2 separate regions of the Ovis aries genome follow, and region 2 is linked to region 1. Evidence: chromatin contacts called from public Hi-C data. All regions are on one chromosome and are shown on one strand. Each heading gives the region's core, a stretch centred on a gene start, on an enhancer-like site or on the middle of the called end of the contact. The rest is flanking DNA. Distances are from core to core; before and after follow the strand shown.

What was found. A called contact is a pair of places that touch in the nucleus more often than the background predicts.
Region 2: a contact with region 1 is called in a Hi-C map of liver, with 5 times the contacts expected there. The contact joins two enhancer-like sites. A contact is called at or near these places in 14 of 16 Hi-C or Micro-C datasets (blood, hypothalamus, liver and 7 more).

What each region holds. Positions count from the first base shown.
Region 1 is chr7:13,427,433-13,430,651 of ARS-UI_Ramb_v3.0, reverse strand. No RefSeq gene overlaps it. Among named protein-coding and RNA genes, the nearest start is that of LCTL, 39 kb to the right of the region's middle. Within about 2 kb of position 1,436, at least 3 of the 54 cell types and tissues checked have an H3K27ac peak or open chromatin away from gene starts, as enhancers often do. A contact at or near this core is called in liver, where this site is marked.
Region 2 is chr7:13,648,917-13,651,936 of ARS-UI_Ramb_v3.0, reverse strand. No RefSeq gene overlaps it. Among named protein-coding and RNA genes, the nearest start is that of TRNAS-GGA, 18 kb to the left of the region's middle. Within about 2 kb of position 1,391, at least 7 of the 54 cell types and tissues checked have an H3K27ac peak or open chromatin away from gene starts, as enhancers often do. A contact at or near this core is called in liver, where this site is marked.

The DNA of each region.
Region 1 (3,219 bases), core at 187-2,686:
TATTTGCCAGTAATTATAACATGTCAAAGTTTCTTTTGATGACATCCTTCATATGTACAGCACTTTTACAATCAATAAGAAACAGACAACTTAAAAGTGGGCAATGGATATCAGGAAAAGTATAAAAGACCCATAAATATTAGAGGACATGTCCAAATTCACTTACAGTTGAAAAAAAAAGCAAATTTTAAACACTAGGATACAACTCTCAACAATCAGATAAATAAAGATTGGAAAGAGGTCCTACCCATATTGTGGGGAAACAAGCAATTACACACACATTACATTTGTGAACGTGTAAATGTACAAAAATTTCACTTTGTATATTCTTTACTCAGTAAATTCCACTTCTAGAAAGGTACCTTACAGATAAATTCATACACCTGCACAAAGATTAGGTACAAAGTGTCATATCAGCACTGCTTGCAATAATGGAAAACTGGAAAGGGCCCAGATGTCCATTAATGTGGTCGTGCAAACAATGACAAAGTCTCACATGCTCCTGCTTGGAAGGGTCTGCGTGTTGCAGAACAGTACACAGATTATGATTTTATTTGTGCAAAAAAATTCTACATATGTTTATGTGCATAGTTGACGTATGCACAGAAATGCCTGGAATGATACTCTCAGCTGCTAGTGTTAGACAGTAAGGGGGAAGAGGACAGATTTCACTTAAAAAAAAAAATCTCGTATAATTCTGCGATGTTCACCCCAAAGCACCTACTTCTTTGGTTATAAGCAATTTTCAATGCAATTGGGTTGTGCTTTCTATGAATTCAGGGGTTGCTAGAGGCAGCACAGTTCTGGGGCTAGGGGGGACAACACACTGGAACTTCTCACAAGGACACAAGGAATCTCATCTTAATAGTCCACTGGCCACCAGTGCAACAAAATATGTGCTCTGTTGCTGATAAAATTCATTGTTTAAATTAGACAATAAAACACTAATTATATTCCACAGACGTGTCTGTTTTTTGGTGGGTTTTTTTTTTGTTTTTTTTTTTTTTTTTTTTTTTGCCGCACTCACATATGCAACACATGGCATCTTAGTTCCCTGGCCAGGGGATCAACCCCAGTCCCCTTGCAGTGGAAGGGCTGAGTCTTATCCACTGAACCAGGGACCTCTGCCTAGATATGTCTTTGTATCAGGCTATAGCTAAAAGTAACAATTAGCTCACTCCCAGAAGAAAGTCAGGGGAGAAGACAAAGGGGAAGTGGCAGCAGATTTCGTGTTTAACGGCTTATGATAGCAGAGGGCTATGTAAAAGCTCCATGGTGTCCACCCCGTGTCTTCCCAGGGTCCAGAGGCTGTGAAGGGCTCAAGGGGTGGAGGAGGGTCCCAGCCAGAGGCAGATCCAGAGCTCCCAGCAGGGCAGCAGGGAGTCTTGACTTATAGCCACAAACTGAGAAAGAAGGAGTGCCTGTAGCTCCTCCTTTTGCTGAGCAGAGGAAGCGTCCTGCAGCAGGAAGGGCTGGGGACAGGAGTGGAAACACTTGCTCCTGTGGGTGGCAGTGGAAAGCTGCCCGTGGCCCCCAGCTGCCGAGGCCTAGATCCGATTTCACCATAGGATGAGTACCCCCTTGTCATGACCCCAGGGCAGAGCAGCTCCTTGAGGTCCCTCTGCCCTCTATCGGACCCTGCCTTCAAGACACAGCAGGTTATGCTTTCCACCAATGCACAGGGCTTCAGAGCCAGACAGAGCCTGGAGACTCCCTGGGCCGATCCCTTCATTCCATAGAGAGGAAAACAGGTCCATAGAGGAGAAGGGGTTTGCCCAGGGTCACCCAGGAAGTGGGTGGCAGAGCTGAAACTGGGCCTTTGACTGAGAAAATGTTACATACAGCCTCTCCCCATGCTTTTCTGGATCATGCCTGGCTGCCCCTCTCCCATGGCCCCATCTGTCCCTCAACAAATACTTACTGAATACTTACTATTTGCCAGATAATGTTCGAGACCCTGAGGAGACAGCAGTGGACGAAACAAACCAAACTCCTACTCAGGTGGAGCTGACACTCTCGTTTAATCCCAATACCCACCTGTTACATTTGAGGAGCAGACGCACGCTGCCCTGCTGCCACCTAGAAGGCCTAGTTAGGAAAAACCGTTCTGCCCATATGCGTGCTGTGCAGGCCACAGGGCCTTTTCCCTGGAAGAAAAGAAGCATCAGTTGAGAATGGCCCAAAAGTTTCCCCAGTGCTAGCCCGTGAGAATCCTCTCCTTTGATTCTTGGAACCACCTTACCAAGCAGATACTCATATCCCCATTCTATGAGTGAGGAACTGAGGACAAAGAAGGTGAAGATGCTGGGCAAGTAAGCATCTGGACTGGGCTTTCTCCTTCCTCCAGATCAGGGTCTGGACACCCCATGGGCAGGGGCGGGCTGGGCAAAGCAACAGGAACAGGATGCATCTTATGCAAGCTTCCACTTTCGGGGAAGAGAGTGGGGGGTTCCACTGGCTTTTTCTCAGGGTGCTCAGAGAAATTCACCTTGCCTGCCCTGTCTAGAGGATGCCACAGGGACCAGCCCTGGTCCAGGAGTTAGCACCCTGTCCTGGGACTCCGGTACCCAGAGCAGAGTTTCTAACTATGAGTGGGTACCAGCCTTTTTTTGTGATACTTAATGGAAACCTTGAACCCTCTAAGAATGTATATATATATTCCCTACCTATGAACCCTCAAGTTGCAAACTTTCAAAGATGCAAGCGTGTATGCCATCCCCCGTATGTCAGCCGTTGACTGTACTACTGTATTTTTCAAGGTACTGTACTGTCATATCAAAACTTTTATTTTTTATGTTTGTTTTTATGTACATATTATCTGTGTAAAAAGCATTATAAACCTATTACAATACTATATAATATATATCCGACTGTGCTAGTTGGATACCTAGGCTAATTTTGCTGGACTTAAAATTGGACTTATGAACACGCTCTCAGAATAGAACTTGTTCTATGCAGGGGACTTCCTGTATTCTCTTTATCCCCTCATATCATTTTGTACACAGATTCCTTAAGCCCATCTTTCACCACGCCTGGTAGTGGTAGACCCTCCTGAGGAGCCTCCCTTAATGGGGTGAGGAATCACACTTTGGAGCTGAATTCAGTGGCCCCCAAGGATTGTCTCCCTCCTTAGGAGAAGCACCACTTGAGGGGCCTGCAGACCAGCCCAGGCGGTGCATGAGTGCCCCCTGGGGGCAATTCATCCAAGCGTCCCAGGAA
Region 2 (3,020 bases), core at 142-2,641, 220 kb before region 1:
CCTGCTCAAACCCTCCTGTGGCCCCATCTCACTCAGAGTCCACACTCCATCTCCCAGCTGCTGCCTCTCCGGCTCCTCTCCAGCCACACTGGCCTCTCTTCAGCCTCCCACAGTCTCCTTCATGACCCTGAGGGCCCTATGTGCCGAGGGAGATTGGAGGGAAGGTCTGATTTAACCAGACTTCAGAGAGGATCCTAGGTGGCACCGTGGTGAAGAATCTGCCTGCCGATGCAGGAGACGTAGGTTGGATCCCTGGGTTGGGAAGACCCTCTGGAAGAGGAAATGGCAGCCCGCTCTATTATTCTTGCCTGGGAAATTCCATGGACAGAGAAGCCTGGTGGGCTACAGTCAGTCCATGGGGTTACAAAGAGTCAGGCGCAACTGACCACAGGGCCCAGTACATGCAGGCATGCAGACAGCATTCACCCGTGACACTCACACATCGTAAAACTGCACAGGACACAATTATACATTTTTAAAAAGTATTTGTTGTTATCTGAAATTCAAATCCAACTGGGCATCCCGTATTATATCAGGCAACCCTATCTGTAACAGACTGACAGCTAGTCCTACCAAGAGAAGCACGTTGTCATCTTAACGTCTCCAACGCTCAGCACACAAAGGTGCCCCCTCCTAGCAGACAGTTGCAGCAAAGCACCCTCTGGGCTGATGCAGCTCATGCCCAGTTGCAAGGTTTCAGGTCCATTTACTTCAGTGGCAAGGTGTCCTTTTGCAGTGCACAGCCTGCCCAACCATACATGGCAGCCCTGCAGGAAGCCAGAGAAACAGGTGCTTCCAGAAGGAAAGCAATTGAAACTGGCCTCCCAGCAATTTCGCTCCCCCAAAATGGGTAGGGACCAGGAGGAAGTGACGATGCCAAGGCCTATTCTGGCAGCCCCCTCTGAGCGCTTTTGGATTCGAGCCCATCTGGGATGGATCTGAACTCTTGTCTTGCCCCATGGTGGTGGGTAGAGGAGGGCCCAATGCCAGACGCCAGCTGCCCCCATGGCTGGAGGGTGCCCACTTGGAACCATTCCAAGTAAACATTTGACCAGCTCAGCCCCGGCCATCATCCCACACCAACACTTGGCCCTTGTTCCTGGACAGGCCGCCCTGTGTCCTGTCCTTTGTGGCTGACATTTTCAGCTGAGCCATGCAGGGGCTGGGGTGACCTGGTGCCCCATCCCCATTCTGCACACAGGCTCCAGGGAGGTGGTCCCTGCGGCAGTGGGGACTTGGCGGAGGAGTCCCAGCAGACGGGCCGTCGCCAGGCCAGGCCAGCCACCCCCCTGAATACCCCACGTGGGCCCCAGGGCTGTACAGTCCACGGTCTAACAGTGGAGCCATGGGGCCGCCAGCTGACTTGGCTGCTTTGTTCCAGCCCTGGAGTGGTCTGAGGGTGGCTGAGGACCGTGGCTCTTTCTCTGCTGAGAAGCCACAGATAACGCCGGCGACAGAGCCTGATAAAGCGTCTGTCAGAGGCTCCCTCCCAGACAGGCCCTGCTGTTCCCGCCAGCCCCAAGGGCCCCTGCAGCCCAAGCCTGTCTCCAGAGGTCCACCCCTCCCTGGGATCTCAGCTTTTCTCTTCCAGAGGCTGAAGAACAGGCTAGCAGACCTCTCCCCACCCATATCTTCAGTCTGGCTCTCAGAAGTTCCTGAGGCCTCTGGGCCCAAGAGCAGAATAAACCAATCCTCTGATTTACTCTCATAAAGAGAATGTCAAGGCATGTGCCTCTCTCGGTGGAATTCCAGACTGTGACTCCTGGGAGTCAGGGGCATGGTGGAGTGGAGGGCCTGGAATCTCTTCCTAGAGCCTCTCAAATGACATCCCAAGTCACCTCTTTCAATATCACAACACACCACTCTATGCTGGGGTCTAGGGCGACACAGGAAGAAATAAGACACGACCACAGAAGCTTCCAGGGAGAGGGTGCTGGGAGAGCTACCCCAGCCAGACCTGACCCAGGCCGGCACCCCGGTCTACAGAGGGGCCTGGCCTGCAGTAGGGGGTGTGTGAGTGGTCCTAGCCAGCCCTGGGCTCCCCTGGGTGAGATTCAGTGCCCAAGGGCTGGAGAACTGAGACCATAAGTCTTGGATCTGGTGGAGGAGACACGGGCCCTGCCCTGGGCATCAGAAGACACCATAACCAAGCCCCTGCGAACAGGCTTCTCTGAAGGCGGCCCTCGCCTCGTCCTGAGTCTGGCAGGTGAGCAGGTACAGGCTGCAAGCACTGTCAGAGAAGAGGCCCCCGCAGGAGGGGCCCTGCTCCAGCACGGGGACACTGGGCTCCCAGTTTAACTGAGGAGAGTGTGGGGTTCTGGGCGGGGCTACCTGCCCATGCTGAATAAGGCCCTTACACATGGTAGACTGTGGAAGCTGGAGACCCCAGGCTGGAAGCCAGTCTCTGCTCTGCTCCTCCTCTCTGAGTGACCCAGGGCAGGCCTTTGGCTCTCTCTAAGGGGTGGGCTACAGGTCCTCCAGGGCCTCCCAGGGAGAGGAGTCCCAAGGGAGAGTCCCTGTCCAAGGGCCAGCGTGCCCAGAGGGAGAGGCCTGGGCTGTCTCCACTCCCCCAGCGGAGGACTGCCTTTCCCGTTTTGCCTGCTTGGAGTGCAGTGGAGGGTGGGAACCCAGGTTTCCTGCATCTTGGACCAAGGCGCTGCCTTTTCTGGATGCAGGGACCTCCCCTGCCCCGGCCCCAACAGCTTCACAGGGGCCTCTGGCTCATAAAGGAAGGACCCAAGTTTCGGGGTGTTAGGATTGGAAGAGAGTCCTCCTGCCCTTCTCCACCTACAGCAGCTCCCTCTGAAACCCCTGCAACCACACAGGCTCAGCCCAGGTGACCCTCTACGCGCGCGCGCGCACACACACACACACACACACCTTCCCTGCATCACCCCCTCCCTATACACACACACATACACACCCTCCCTGCATCACCCCCTTCCCCCCCACACACCTTCCATGAATCATCCCCTCCCTACACTCAGACACACACACACACACCTTCCCTGCATTACCCC